Linked DNA regions of Mus musculus: region 1 is linked to region 2. Evidence: chromatin contacts called from public Hi-C data. All regions are on one chromosome and are shown on one strand. The core of a region is the stretch at or near the end of the contact, and the rest is flanking DNA. Distances in the headings are between cores, read along the strand shown. Region 1 has its middle 23 kb from the start of C030037D09Rik. Region 2 overlaps Msi2 (musashi RNA-binding protein 2).

Evidence for each region. A called contact is a pair of places that touch in the nucleus more often than the background predicts.
Region 1: a contact with region 2 is called in a Hi-C map of embryonic stem cells, with 4 times the contacts expected there. The contact joins two enhancer-like sites. A contact is called at or near these places in 1 of 15 datasets of contacts at CTCF or cohesin (large pre-B cells), 27 of 484 Hi-C or Micro-C datasets (B cells, the C10 cell line, CD4 T cells and 15 more) and 8 of 115 datasets of contacts at active chromatin or transcription factors (differentiating embryonic stem cells, embryonic basal ganglia, embryonic midbrain and 3 more).

What each region holds. Positions count from the first base shown.
Region 1 is chr11:88,737,622-88,744,965 of GRCm38.p6, reverse strand. No RefSeq gene overlaps it. Among named protein-coding and RNA genes, the nearest start is that of C030037D09Rik, 23 kb to the right of the region's middle. Within about 2 kb of position 5,580, at least 9 of the 459 cell types and tissues checked have an H3K27ac peak or open chromatin away from gene starts, as enhancers often do. A contact at or near this core is called in embryonic stem cells, where this site is marked.
Region 2 is chr11:88,494,998-88,501,596 of GRCm38.p6, reverse strand. All of the region lies in intron 6 of Msi2 (musashi RNA-binding protein 2), which reads left to right. Among named protein-coding and RNA genes, the nearest start is that of 0610039H22Rik, 120 kb to the left of the region's middle. Within about 2 kb of position 2,931, at least 58 of the 459 cell types and tissues checked have an H3K27ac peak or open chromatin away from gene starts, as enhancers often do. A contact at or near this core is called in embryonic stem cells, where this site is marked.

The sequences.
Region 1 (7,344 bases), core at 4,331-6,830, 240 kb before region 2:
TTTAGATGCTCCTGTGTGCCATCACCCTCTCACTTAACTGGCACAATAGTGACAGGGTTGTATGCTGTGTCTCTGTATTAGCCAGGGTTGGTTTCTTCTGCAAGTATGAGAAATCCCAACTTGAGATCGTTTAATCGAGAAGTCTAGATAATGGGAGAGCTTCGGGCACATCTGGATCCAGGTGTTCACATCATGAACTGGGAGGCAGAGGCAGATTTGTGGTTTGAGGCCAGCTTGGTCTACAGAGTGCACTCCAGGGCAACCAGTGTTCCCAGAGAAACCCTGTCTCAAGAAACAAAACAAAACAAACAAAATATGAAACAATATATGAAATGGTCTTTGGGCTAAATGAGGTGATTTCTATAAAGTGAGGGAGTTATAGAACACATGTGTATGAGTTGCAAGCACTTAGTCAAGTGTTATTTATTACATTTGTTAGGTTTTGGTTTTTGAGACAGTCTCGTTGTATACTCCATGTTAGCCTTGAACTCACAATCCTCCTGCCTCCGCCTCCCAAGGACTAGGATTACAAATGTGAGCTTCCATGCTTGGCTTTATTATATTTATAGTTCCTTAATAGATAGCAAATTAAACTCTGTATTTCTGGTGCCTAATATAATGCCCAATATTATATTAGGAACATTAGGAAATATGTGAAAACCTCCCGTGGTGTAAACCAGTGACTTACCCTTTAATTCCAGCACTTGGGAAGCAGAGGCAGGCAGATTTCTGAGTTCAAGGCCAGCTTGGTCTATAAAGTGAGTTCCAGGAAAGCCAGGGCTATACAGAGAAACCCTGTCTCGGAAAAAAACAAAACAAAACAAAAAAAAAACAAAAAAAAAACCAAAAAAAACCCCAAAACAAACAAACAAATAAACAAACAAAAAACAAACAAACAAAAAAACAGTGACTTACTATGGATGGGAAATGTTGAAATGGTTCCATTATCTCTAAAAGGAAACAGGAAGTTTAGGTTCGTCTTATTTAAGTTTTTAAGCTCATTCTATTTATTATTTTTTGGTGGTGGTGGTAGCATGTTTCTGTGTCTGTGTGTGTGAGTGCACGTTTATGTGTGTACTCGTGTGTGTGTGTGTGTGTGTGTGTGTGTGTGTGTGTGTGTGTGTGTGCGCGCGCGTGCGCGCACATTCTGGAAAACATGTGCCATGGTGTTATTCTTGTCCTTCAGAGAACTGTGTGTGTTCTTGAACTCACCATGGTCCTGCCTCAGCCGCCCAGTTGCTGTGATTACAGCATGAACTTCGAAGCTCTCTATTTCTTTTGAAATAGAGAAAAACTTTGTTAAGCTCCACATATTCTGTCCTGATGCAGATGTCATAGCATAGGAGGCTAGCTACATTTTCTCTCCCGGTGTCCCTCAAACCTATTACTGTTGCTCCTTCCAGACTTGGCTTGCACCCTTTGTTTTCCTGCCCCTCACACCTTCATCTAGATGAAGGGTTCTTCTGTGAAGACCAAATTCTCCCCGATTGTGTCTGAAAATGACTCTTCACCCCTTCAGTACGGGTACCGAATTGAACATGACAATCACTTCCTCGCTCCGCATTGAAGGCAATACGTGCTGTCTTTGCGCTTTGGCGGCCGCTAATGAGCAGAAAGTTGTCGAAAACATTTTGAAAAACAGCCGGAGTCCTTGGCTCATCGAGATGGCTCAGTGAGGAAAAGTATTTGTCCCGAGAGTCCTGATGCCCTGCATCTGAGCCCTGAGCCACAGGGAAAGGAGAAAACTGACTCCCAAAAGCTACCCTCTGACCTCCACGTGTGCGCCACGGCGCTCAGACACGCCATAGTAAGTGCAATACAAAAATTTTAAAAGTAGTCATTTGCTTTCTTCCCCACTGTTTCTCTCTCTCTCTCTCTCTCTCTCTCTCTCTCTCTCTCTCTCTCTCTCTCTCTCTCCTCTCCTCTCCTCTCCTCTCCTCCTCCCTCCCTCTCCCCCTCTTTCTTTCTTTCTTTTTTTGTTTTTTTTCGAGACAGGGTTTCTCTGTGTAGCCCTGGCTGTCCTGGAACTCACTTTGTAGACCAGGCTGGCCTCGAACTCAGAAATCGGCCTGCCTCTGCCTCCGAGTGCTGGGATTGAAGGCGTGTGCCACCATGCCTGGCTTCCCTGTTTCTTAAAATATCCTCTGTGGTGTGTGAAAATGCACTGGTGTGTGTGTGGGGGGGGGGGTGGCTAGAGAGACAGATCTTCACACGGATTTACTCTAGGAGATCTGTCCTACAGATCTAAGAGATCATCTAGGATCTCTCTTTACTGGGCTTTAATGATGTGTAGGGGCATGTGTCTATGTGTGGGGTATGTGTAGGAGTACAGGTGCCTGTGGAGGCCAGGAGAGAATGTCAGGCTCCCAGGCAGCTGTGAGCCACCAGATGTGGGTGCTGGGAACTGAACTTGGGTCCTCCGGAAGAATGCCAAGTGCTCTTAACCTCTTAACTGAAGGGCCATCCATTCCCAACTGCCTCCCCGCCCACACCTCCCCTCCCCGTTTCCCCCCCCCGCCCCCCACTCCCCCACCTCTCTACCCACCCACCCCCCACCCACCCCACTCCCCCACCCCCCACCCACCCAGCCCCCACCCCCGCCACCACTGCTCCATTATTATTTTGTTTTCTGGTTCTTTTACGACTCTTTTTTTAAACGGCTTGATCATTCCTATGGTTTCCTGCGTATACTCCTGTGAATGAAGTCTATTTTTTTCCAAGCGTGTTAGGCACCCGTGGCTAGTGCCTTATCTTACCACTGCAGAATTCTGCAGGTTTGCCCCTGCTTCTCTCCCACCTCCCACTCTTAGCTCTTAAGTGCTTTATTCTGCTGGATGGTTAGCTAATTTCTTTCTCTCTGCCATCTAACTTTGAGAGTCTTCCTTGATATTGTGGTTGTGGGATGCTTTGCAGCCTGGGATAAATTTGGTTTTCTCTATTTTAAAGGCCCTCCTTTTGTTCCTGCCGTGTCTCAGGGCCACTCCAGGTACATTCTCCTCCCTTGGGGTATCCAGATCACCCATTGGGTAGATTTCTTTTGCCATAAACTGATCGAAAGCATCACAGATAGCTTGTGGTTTGACTATTTGGAGGTAATTTCTGTGCGCGCACACACACACACACACTCACAGGTACACACGTGTACACCATACATCAGTGTAAATTAAGGGACTGTGATTTTTGAAGGTTCTAAGTTTACTCTAAGATGTTCCACATCTGTGTGGGAAGATCACCTCTCAAACTTTTTTTTCTGAGGACATCATCATCAAAGGTCAAGTTCACTGGGCTCAGCAAATGCTCCAACTTGATCCCAGGTACAATTTCCTCACGTCATCAGTCATTCATTCTCCGAGGCCCTTGAAGGATTTATTTTGATGCCAGAATATTTAGTTACTTTTCAATAAGTGTATTGATCCTGCCATGTTTCCGGAAATGAAAATTGGTCTCACACAAAGAAAAAGATTCACGTTTCACAATTCAACAGACTTCATTTATATCGTGCCAACACACAGCACCCACTGAAAGCTCAATACTGGTTTTGGAGGTTAATCTAACTGTGTATTTGAAAAGCAATCTTAACCTTTCAAATTGCTTTCTCAGCTACCTGTGGCTCTCAAAGAGATCGGCACTGGCCTGCTGCTGGTTTAGGCTGTCATCACAAACAAGGGCCTCTGTCAGCACCGAGTTGGGCATCGGAGACAGTGAACTCCTTAATGCATCCCAGCTTCACAGTTTGCCTGGGACTCCTGAAGATATCCCAAGACTGAACATCATACTTCATCCTGCATCCGAGGATAGGGACATTTTAATACCTCACTTCTTCATGTCACCTAGTTTATTTATGAGGCTATTTGCTTCCATTTTTACACTTTGATGGTCTTTAGCTCATCTTGGGATATTATTTTTACTTCAATTAAGATTGTATCCCTTGGCTGGGCTGTGGTGGTACATGCTTTTAATCCCAGCATTTGGGAGGCAGAGGCAGGTGAATTTCTGAGTTGGAGGCCAGCCTGGTCTACAGAGTGAGTTCCAGGAGAGCCAGGGCTACACAGAGAAACCCTGTCTCGAAAAACCAAAAAAAAAAAAAAAAAAAAAAAAAAGATTGTATCCCTTTTGTTTCTTATCATTTGTGAACAAGTCCTGTGGGGTGTTGTTCAACCAACATTGGTTTTATTGTGACAAACACTGGTGTCCTGTCTCTGTTTCTCAGTTTCCTGTCATTCTAAGTACAAATTCACACATTCCTTTTTTTTTTTTTTTTGGTTTTTTGAGACAGGGTTTCTCTGTGTAGCCCTGGCTGTCCTGGAACTCACTTTGTAGACCAGGCTGGCCTTGAACTCAGAAATCTGCCTGCCTCTGCCTCCCCAGTGCTGGGATTAAAGGCATGTGCCAGCACGCCCGGCCACACATTCCTTTTAATAACAAGTGGCTGTCATCTTATTCTTTCTCTATGTGTGAGCAAGCACTCACCACTAAACTAGAAAGGGTCTCTATAATTTGCCCAGGCTGGCCAGGAACTCACTCTGTAGCTTAGGCAAGTCTTGAATTTGTTACCCTCCTGCCCAGCCTCCTTAGTAGCTAGGAGTCCAGGTCTGCATTAGTAGGTCTTGCTTTCTTTTTGATGGGGGCTTATAAAGGGACAATGACATGCCTGGGGCCACCCAGCTTTCTCATAAGGGTGGCTAACTCTGACCTCACAACCCTCTGATTTCTCACGTGTTTGCTTCTCCTGTCAGTAAGGCCCGGTGGGCATCAGACTTGAGATCATTAGTTCCCATTCTCCAGGATTTAACAGGAAGAACAATGGTCAGCTAACAACAACAACCCAGCAGCGGTGACATCATCAGAGTGGCACAGAAGCAGGAAGGACCAGGGACAGAAAGATATCATCCAGAATATGTTCACTGGAGGAGGGGGGGTGCTTCCGGGTGGGCAGCATTTTGGCAGGGTGAGGAGATGCGGGACGACTGGAGGAGACAGTATGACAAGGCTCACTCTATCTGAATAAAAGAAGACAGGTTGAAGCCAAGCAAGATGGCTCACACCTGTAGGCTCAGCACTCCAGGCCGAGGCAGGATTGTTCTGGGCTTGAGGCTAGCCTGGGCTGTGGAAAGAGATGCTATCTACAAAAGAGCTAGTTTGCCTAGAGCTGTCCCCACCCTACTTAGTGACAAAACTGAGTTCCTGGAAAAGCAGAGGGACCCTAGGAAGGCAGCAGGTGACGCCACAGTTCATGGATTAGAAAAAAAGTCTGTGAATTAGAAAAAAGGAATCCAGGCGTGTGGCCCACGCCTTTAATCCCAGCACTTGGGCGGCAGAGGCAGGCGGATTTCTGAGTCTGAGTTCGAGGTCTACAGAGTGAGTTCCAGGGCTACATAGAGAAACCCTGTCTCGAACGCCCCACCCCACAAAAAAAAAACCAAGAAAGGGAAGAAGGGGCAGGTTAATAACTGTAATAAAGAATTGTATACATTTATTTTCATGCCAATTGAGAGTTTAAGAAAGATGTCCTTTGTGGCCCTGTCTGTACTAAGGACTCCACTGAAATATCCAGAATCAAGGAAATGGGTTTACGTATCCTGGTGCCTTCGGCGACTTAGTAGACTGTCCATCTAGCCTGCCTCATTCACAGGTCAAGGATATACACAAAGAAAGTGGGTTGGAGAGGGTTGGCTGGGGACTAGGGTGACAGATTGATGTCGCTTTAAAAAGGACATGAGATCTTCGGAAGCAGTGACTGGCTCCTGAGTAGACCCTGGTTTGAAAGAAATCATGTGAAAGAAGTAAGGGGAACAACTGAGAAACAAGTACACAGAGTGGGTGTCGGTGGTTATCAAGGAGTTATTGGCTGGGCATGGTGGTGAACGCCTTGATTCCCACTGCCTGGGAGGCAGACGCAGGTGGAGCTATGTGAATTTCAGGCCAACATGATCTACACAATTAGTTCCAGGCTAGCCAGAGCTACACAGTGAGACGTTGCCCGACAGATGGAAAGATAGAGAGATAGATAGATAGATGATCGATAGGTAAGATAGACAGAAAAAAGAAAAAAATTGATTTCAAGTTATATGAAAAAAAATCCCTTGGGATACATATGGATGCATTTACAATAAAAATGTCATAGTATCTGCAATTTTGTTAAACTACTTCAGCAACAGAGTAGATGAAATCCCTAAGACCGAATGTTACCAGTTTTTATGGAAGAGGTATGTGTTATTATGCTATTCTTTCTACTTTCCCAAGTTGTTAATAAAACCCAGAATAAAAGTTAAACTAAACAGGAAAGAGAAAGCAAATGCTTATGAATAATTTCAGGAAGGGAGAAAATTACTTGTGCTATAATGTTAGATGAAAGGAAAGCAGTAATCAAAATATAGCTGTGGTCTTCACACTGTCTGAAAAATTAATAAACAGAAGCCACAAAAGATGCAGGATGGGTTTCATATACATTACCATCAAGCTTCTACAACTGTGTAGGAATGGTGCTGAGACCCCAGACACACCCACACTTAAGCCTGACATGCTCACTCAAAAAAATCTATCCTTTTCTCTATATTAGCATCTGTAGATTTTCTCCACAGACAATGCAATAGCAAATATTCTTGTTTCCCTATGTAGCCCTAGCTGTCCTGGAACTATGTAGGCCAGGCTGATCCTAATCAGCCTATAGTGTTTCATACACTCTGAACTCAAGGTGATCCCTCTGCCTTGGCTTGGGAGAGCAGGTCTGAGGCAGCCCACCCTGCCCAATACTTTGAGTTTTGAGAACCACAGGTTCTTTATCACAACTAAATGGTGCTGTTGCAGTAGGATCTAGAAACTTAGGTACATAACCAAATAAGTGTGGCTATATGTTCCAATAAAGTTTTATTGACCAAAGCAAGTGTCAGGCCAGGTTTGTTAGTAACACTTCTAACCTGTAGCCTGGAGGCTAACATGAGCTGGAAATAGTCATGAGTATTGCCTGCGATGAAACTGTAAACTTAGGCAAACATTATAAGGGGTTCTGGGGTGTGTGTGTGTGTGTGTGTGTGTGTGTGTGAGAGAGAGAGAGAGAGAGAGAGAGAAAGAGAGAGAGAGAGAGAGAGAGAGAGAGAGATATTTTTCTTTCTCTTTTGGGTAATTCAATTGCAAGGTTCTGTTTGTTTGTTTGTTTGTTTTTCAAGATAGTGTTTCTCTGTGTAACAGCCCTGACTGTCTTGAAACTCACTCTGTAAATCAGGCTGGCCTCTAACTCACAGAGATTTATCTGCCTGCCTGTGTCTCCCAAATGCCAGGATTAAAAGTATGCACCACCGCCACCCAGCCAATTGCATGGCTCTTAAGCATGAAGTTTGTAGATGA
Region 2 (6,599 bases), core at 1,682-4,181:
GGGAGCAGATGTATAGCTAGGTTCGGGTCTGGGTTCCAGCCTGTTCACCAGACCCTGGGCTTCTGTTTATGACTAATTGCTTTGTTTGTTCTGTATGAGACACTTAATTTTTTCCCCGTGATTTACTCCTCTTTGTAATTAGGTGTAGTGATTAGAATCTTGTTCCTATTACAATGGAGTTTTGCTTTTAATTCATGCACGTTCACCAGGCCTGTCTCTGTCTGTTCATTGATTGTCCCCAATTGGCTTTTCCCAAGCTGTCATATAAATCACAGTTCAGGGGTGGCTTAGAGACTGATGTGAGTCCAAGGAACCAAAGAGGGCTGACTGGGAATTCCTTTGCATTCAGCTGGGCAGGAGCAGTGTATTCCTGGGGATGAAGTCTCCATAATTGAGGTACAAAGAGTTGCAAATTAATAAATGTCCCTCACCATATTATCCCCTGCATAGCTCCTTTTAAAAATTAAAGATGTTATCTCTCTTGTGCACACAGTACTAAGAAAAGGTGTGGGAAGCAAAAACGAAAATTTATAAAAAAAAAAAATAACTGGTATTTTCTCCTTCTCTTCAGTCGCTTCTGCTATGCATATGTAATGCATGCATTAAAAAGTAAAAATGTTTGCATGGCCCTTTTTGATAGACTAACAGCACACATGTGTCAACTACCCCAAGGTCACTGTCCCGTAAGATCCTGGATCTTAGAGTCCAAGGAAGTGGGCAGTCCCCAGAGTTTCCTTTTTTGTTTTTTGGTTATTGGTTGAATGTGTGTGTGTGTGTGTGTGTGTGTGTGTGTGTGTGTGTGTGTGTGTGACATGCACACACATGAGCCAGAGGTTGACATCAAGCGTCTTCCTTGCTTGCTCTCCACCTCGTTGTTCTGTTGCGGTGGGGTCTCTCCCTTGAACCCAGAGCCTTCTGATTCAGTTGTTCTCCCTGAGCGGCTTCTAGGGATCGGATGTTTCTGTCTCCCGAGTGTTGATTGTCGCTGGGCTGCCCTGTCACATGGGTGCTAGGGACAAGCACTTTACCTGATGAGCCAATTCTCCAGACCTAGAGCTGCCTTTTGTCTATCCAAGAATGCCACGGATCCATTGGTCTAGGGCAAGGTTAGAGTAGGCAGAAGCTGTAGGACTTGTACAGGGAGGTGCTGGGGCCAGAGTGGTTTTAATTCAGCGTTCTTTCCTTCCCTGGCTGTAGCTTTAACTTGCTAGATTCCTCAGTTTGGTTTCTGCTTTCCATTTTTGACTTTTAAAGGTAGCTGACACCAGAGTACTACCTTCTCGGCTTGCTTCTTCCCTGCACAGACCCCCTTCTCTCCTGTCTCTCACTTCCATCCTCTTTCCTGCCGGTGCCTAAGGCCAAGTGCCCAGCCATCATGGCCAGGCCTGGGAAGGGAAGCGCCTGAATTTATCAGGTCTCCTATCTGTTTCTCCCCCCTATAGAGGTTGGACTCAGGCAGGTTTCCCATAAGTGGAGGAGCCAGAGGGGATTGAGTGGAGAGCAATTGAGCTGTAGATGGACCATAGGGTATGCATTTGGTGGGGATAGAGAGATATAAAGCTGGAAGGTAAGTTTGGTCTAACCTGCGCTAGGCCAGTCATGTGAACTTGGACAGGGCCCTGTGGCCAGTAGAATCCTGAAAAGTTTGCAGTGACCCGTGAGGAAAAGTAGGCAGTTACACCCTGACAGAATCAGTAGCAGCCAGAGAAGTGCAGAGCAAGTGAGGGACATGTCAGGAGGGAGGCCTGTCAAAGGAAGGAATACACAGGTCTTCCCTAATACTTGAGGAATATATGCCAAGACTCCCAGTACAAAACCGAACCTGGGGAACTGGGAGGAGTGGAGGGAGGGGAAACTGGTTGGGATGCAATGTCTGAGAGAAGAATTAGGAAAAAAAAAAAAAAAACCAAAAATGGGAACTGAAGATGGATCCATATCCCGTATGCTCTCTCTCTCTCTTTCTCTCTTCATTGCCTTTTCCAATCCTGATGAGTGCGTATCAGGCTATCAGGCCCTGTGGTCTAAACTCTTGCAGTTTAAGATACAACTGCAGGGCTGGTGAGATGGCTCAGTGGGTAAGAGCACCCGACTGCTCTTCCGAAGGTCCGAAGTTCAAATCCCAGCAACCACATGGTGGCTCACAACCATCTGTAACGAGATCTGACGCCCTCTTCTGGAGGGTCTGAAGACAGCTACAGTGTACATTACATGTAATAAATAAATAAATCTTAAAAAAAATACAACTGCAGAAGTAGAGTGAATCCTTCTCTGCTTCACAATTTTCAACAAGTGGACCCTCATGACAGCACTCAACTACCTTTTGTTCATTATTAAATCAAGAACTTTCACCTTTTCACTTAAAAGTGGTGCTGTATAGTTTCTTTTTGGTGTATTTAAGTGTCAGTCTCCCTGCCCTTGTGCTTCGAGACTGCCAGGAGGCCATAAGGGATCTTTGAGCATAAGCACTATAAAACCACGCAGGTGAAATGATAACCAAGATGTCTACCAGGCTTGAGCAGGTGGCCTCAGCCATCTGTATACAGTAAGCAAAGAGGAAACTCACATCCCAGACAGGACAGGACAAAGATCTAGTGAGTTGTTTATTTTTGGAATTTCCTATTCAGTGAACACATGGAGAGTAAAACTGCAGAGAAGAGGAATATACCAGGAAGTCAAGCTCTGAGCCTGGGGGAAAGGGAGTGGGTTGGCATGGGGTGCAGCTTGATATTAAGACACTTGAGAATTTGAGGTCCCAGAATATTGATGTGATAGGCAATGGCGGAGAAATGAAGGGGCCCATTCAAGGACGGGAGTGAGAGGTGAGCACAGAGTGACTGTAGAAGCTGTTCTTCGATGGAGCAGAGCTCAGACAGAGAGAGGGGTGTGGCTACAGGGGAATGGTTGCCGGAAGAGGTGTGGCCACAGGGGAGGGAGGGGTATGATGGTTACAGGGCAAGCTGGATGACACAGCCTGGAGCTATGTGTGTTAAGAGCACGACTGGGATAAAGGGAAAGTTTCAGAGTAGAGCATAAAACCCCTATGATGGAAGCATTGAGAGCAAGTGTGAGTGCTCGGGGAAGTTGGAGAGGGGCCCTCCCAGCGCTCAGGAAGAGAGGCAGGTAGATCTCTGTGTATTCCCATCCAGCCAGGGCTAAGTAATAAGATCCTGTCTAAAAGGGGGTAGAGGGATGGTAGGCCGTCCAGACTTAACTGAACAAGTTAATCAGTATAAACTCATCTCCTAGTCTACCAGAAGCGTCTTGCCTGAATTTCCCAAACAGGCGGTCCATGACTGTGGAGGTGGCACCCGGCTTTGTAAGCAGGGGTAAATGGTCTAAAGTCAGGGCTGTGCCACTTGGTGGATTGTCACATAGCCATTCAAGAGCTGGTGTGTAAGGTGCGATCGGGTGGAAGGACAAGGTGTCGATGCAGGCAGAAGACAGCTTCTGGGGACAACCGTGCTCTGTAGGAACTGAAGACGGGCTTTAATGAGTTTTCCTCTCCGGGGAAGGCACGGTTTTATTCTGTGGCAGAGACTTTTCTAACTACAAACAGCCTTCCTTTCTACCTCCCGGTCCTCTGGCCGTGCCCTACTCTCGGGAGCCACCCTCCCACAGACTCTCTTTAAAAATAGACTTTCATGCATGAAGACGCATCATAATGTAATACTGGTCTTATCTGCACACTTACCCAGCATGAATTTACAAAAGACAGTGGACGGGTCTTCCATATCTCCAGGGCTCACAAAGGTGAGACATTTTCTTTTAAGACATGCTCACCTGCGTCTGGCCACACAGGACCCCAACAGGGCAATTAGCCGTGATCAGAGCTGCCTCCGTGGGAAAGGTGCCCACTCTCCTCCCTGCCTTTCATCTGCCCCAAGCTTCCCTCTCATGATAAATGTTCCAAAAGGAGAGACTTAGGGACCCAGGGAAACCTGTGGGGTCATTATGGCTCATTTGGTAGATGAGAGGGACCTGTAATTTTCCGTTGTGTATTTGTATGCACAGAGATGTGATAAAGACAGCTTGTGGCCTCTTTCGAGTTCCAGATGTCTCGAGAGTGAATAAACAGTGCTTTTTCCTCAGGCTGTGGGTACACTCTTTTTCCTCAGGCTGTAAGTACACTCTTTGGTTTGTCACTGATGCCGTGTTCCCTGGGTATGTTCCGCAAGCAGCCATTTTGTGTTGAGAGGTCTTCCCTGATCGCATAGGGATCGAGGAAAAAGAAGCCTGCCCTTTGGAAAGCATATGCAATCAAAAGATGTCTGCCTTGTTATCTTTCTGGAGATGTTAAGATATTTGCATCTGGATGTGCTTAGCCCGTTTGGTTAAATTTAAGCAAAGATGGAAGCTGTTTTTTGTGCCCATTGAAGAGATGTGTGTGTGTGTGTGTGTGTGTGTGTGTGTGTGTGTGTGTGTGTGTGTGTGTGTGTGTGTAGGGAAGAGGTCAACCAAAAATGTCTTTCTCTCCATCTTTATTTTTGAGACAGGGTATCTCACAGAACCTAGAGTTCGCTAATTCACCTGGAGAGCAAAGCTGGGATCCTCCTAGCTCCTCCCCCTCAGCCCTGATATACAGATGAGCCCCACTTCACTTAGCTGCTTGCATAGATGGGGATCTAGGAGGTCCTTGGATTTAAGATTCTTTTACATTGATTTTTCAGGTTGTTGTTGTTTCTCTGCCTCTTCTTTATCCACGTGTGGTGCGCATGTGAGTCCCTTTCTTAACTCCTCCCGCACTGTATCCAGAAGCATCAAGACCAGGGCTTTGTTCCTATGAATGCAATGCCTCCTCTTCTAAGCAGGGATCTTTACATACTTACTCCACAGAGCCTGCCTCCCATTTGTGTGTTTTCAAATGGTTCAACTGTGAACTCGGATTCAAACTCTGGCACTTTCTTCTGAGTCTCCTTGTGGTGATAAATCTTTGACCTTTGAAAGTGGCTGTGAGTTTTGGAAGCCATGTCCAACCTTAGCTCCAGATGGCTTGTCGCCAAGATCGAGTGTGCTGGTTTTGAATCTAAATGTTATGGAACTCAAAAATAATAATAATAAGACTAGTTATCTTACATGCCTTGAGAACAAACTAGAAGGGAACACCCCCCCCCCCCCCGACAAAGCCTCCCTCCCTCAAATCCAAATTTCCTTAAATGAAGCCAGGACCTTCTACAGTGGTGCCCTTGAAGAGAAGAACAATAGGCATTGGTATCTAATCCCTCTCTCTCTCTTTTGGTTTTTCGAGGTTTCTCTGTGTAGTCCTAGCTGTCCTGGAACTCACTCTGTAGACCAGGCTGGCCTCAAACTCAGAAATCTGCCTGCCTCTGTATCTAATCTCAATGCATTCCTTAGTCACCTAGTCAGAGTGGCATTGTGTGGCTCTTAACCATACATTAGTCATGGGGCCAAGCCACCTGACACCAGATGAAAAGTCAGGGCTTGAACATGTGTTAGTAGTAACTTGCAATGGAGAATTTATCCCTTCAGAGCAGCTACTACGGGTTAGCCAGGGCTATATTGGACGCCAGGTGCTAGGATGAGGGACAGCCACTCTGAGTACTTCATCATTCATTCCCTCCCTTTTGGGCTGGACAGTGATTCACGTGGCCACACACCATGGCAGCACCACCCCTTCATCTGCTGTCCTAGCTGGATGCAGACAGCCCAGAGCTCAGGCTATGCTGGGCCCTGGAAGTTGATGTCCTGTCTCAGTAAAAGTCATCCTGTTTGTTCCAGGAATGACTCAAGTGACAGGAATCTTCCATCTCATTGTTAGTCAATGGATGAAAAAGTTCACTTCAGTGCCACACGGACTATGAGTATTTCACGGGGCATTCAAGGTTTAGTACTAACCTGCAAAGACAGGCGACGGAGTTTCTTTTAGGAAGAGAAGAGAAGCCACCACACAAGAGGACGTATGTCTCTCTTTCTCATTTTTAAAAGTTATTTATTTATTTTTGAGACAGAATTTTGGTTTATAGCCCAGGCTGGTCTCAAACTCACGGTACTCCTCTTTCCTGTGTGGCACAGTGCCTCTGTCAGTCTTTTTGTTTGGTCTTTTTCTTTCAGTAGAGTCTCAAGTAGCCCGGGGTACATGAAACAGACTATGTATTCAAGGATGCTCCTGTCCTGATCTTCCTGACTCTACTTCTCCAGTGCTAGAATTGCAGGCTTGCTGGCATTCCACCTTATTTATGCAGTGCTGGGCTCTAACCCAGGACTTTCTACATACTAGACATGGTCTCTCTCTCTCTCTCTCTCCCCCCCCTCTCTCAAATGGAAGTGTTTATCTTGTGTCATCTTAAATGAAATAAGCCAGACTTTTTTTTACAATGTTGCTGTCTTCAGACACACACCGGAAGAGGGCGCCAGATCTCATTACAAATGGTAGTGAGCCACCATGTAGTTGCTGGGAATCGAACTCAGAGCCTCTGGAAGAGCAGTCAGTGCTATTAACCACTGAGTGAGTCATCTCTCCAGTGCCTCCCACCCCACCAATACATCTCTCTTATTAAGACCTTGTCCAAGCCTGTGGTTTCTCCCAGAAAGTAAAGGTATGGTTCTCAGGCAGCCAAGTGCAGCCCCCAGCACATCAGATG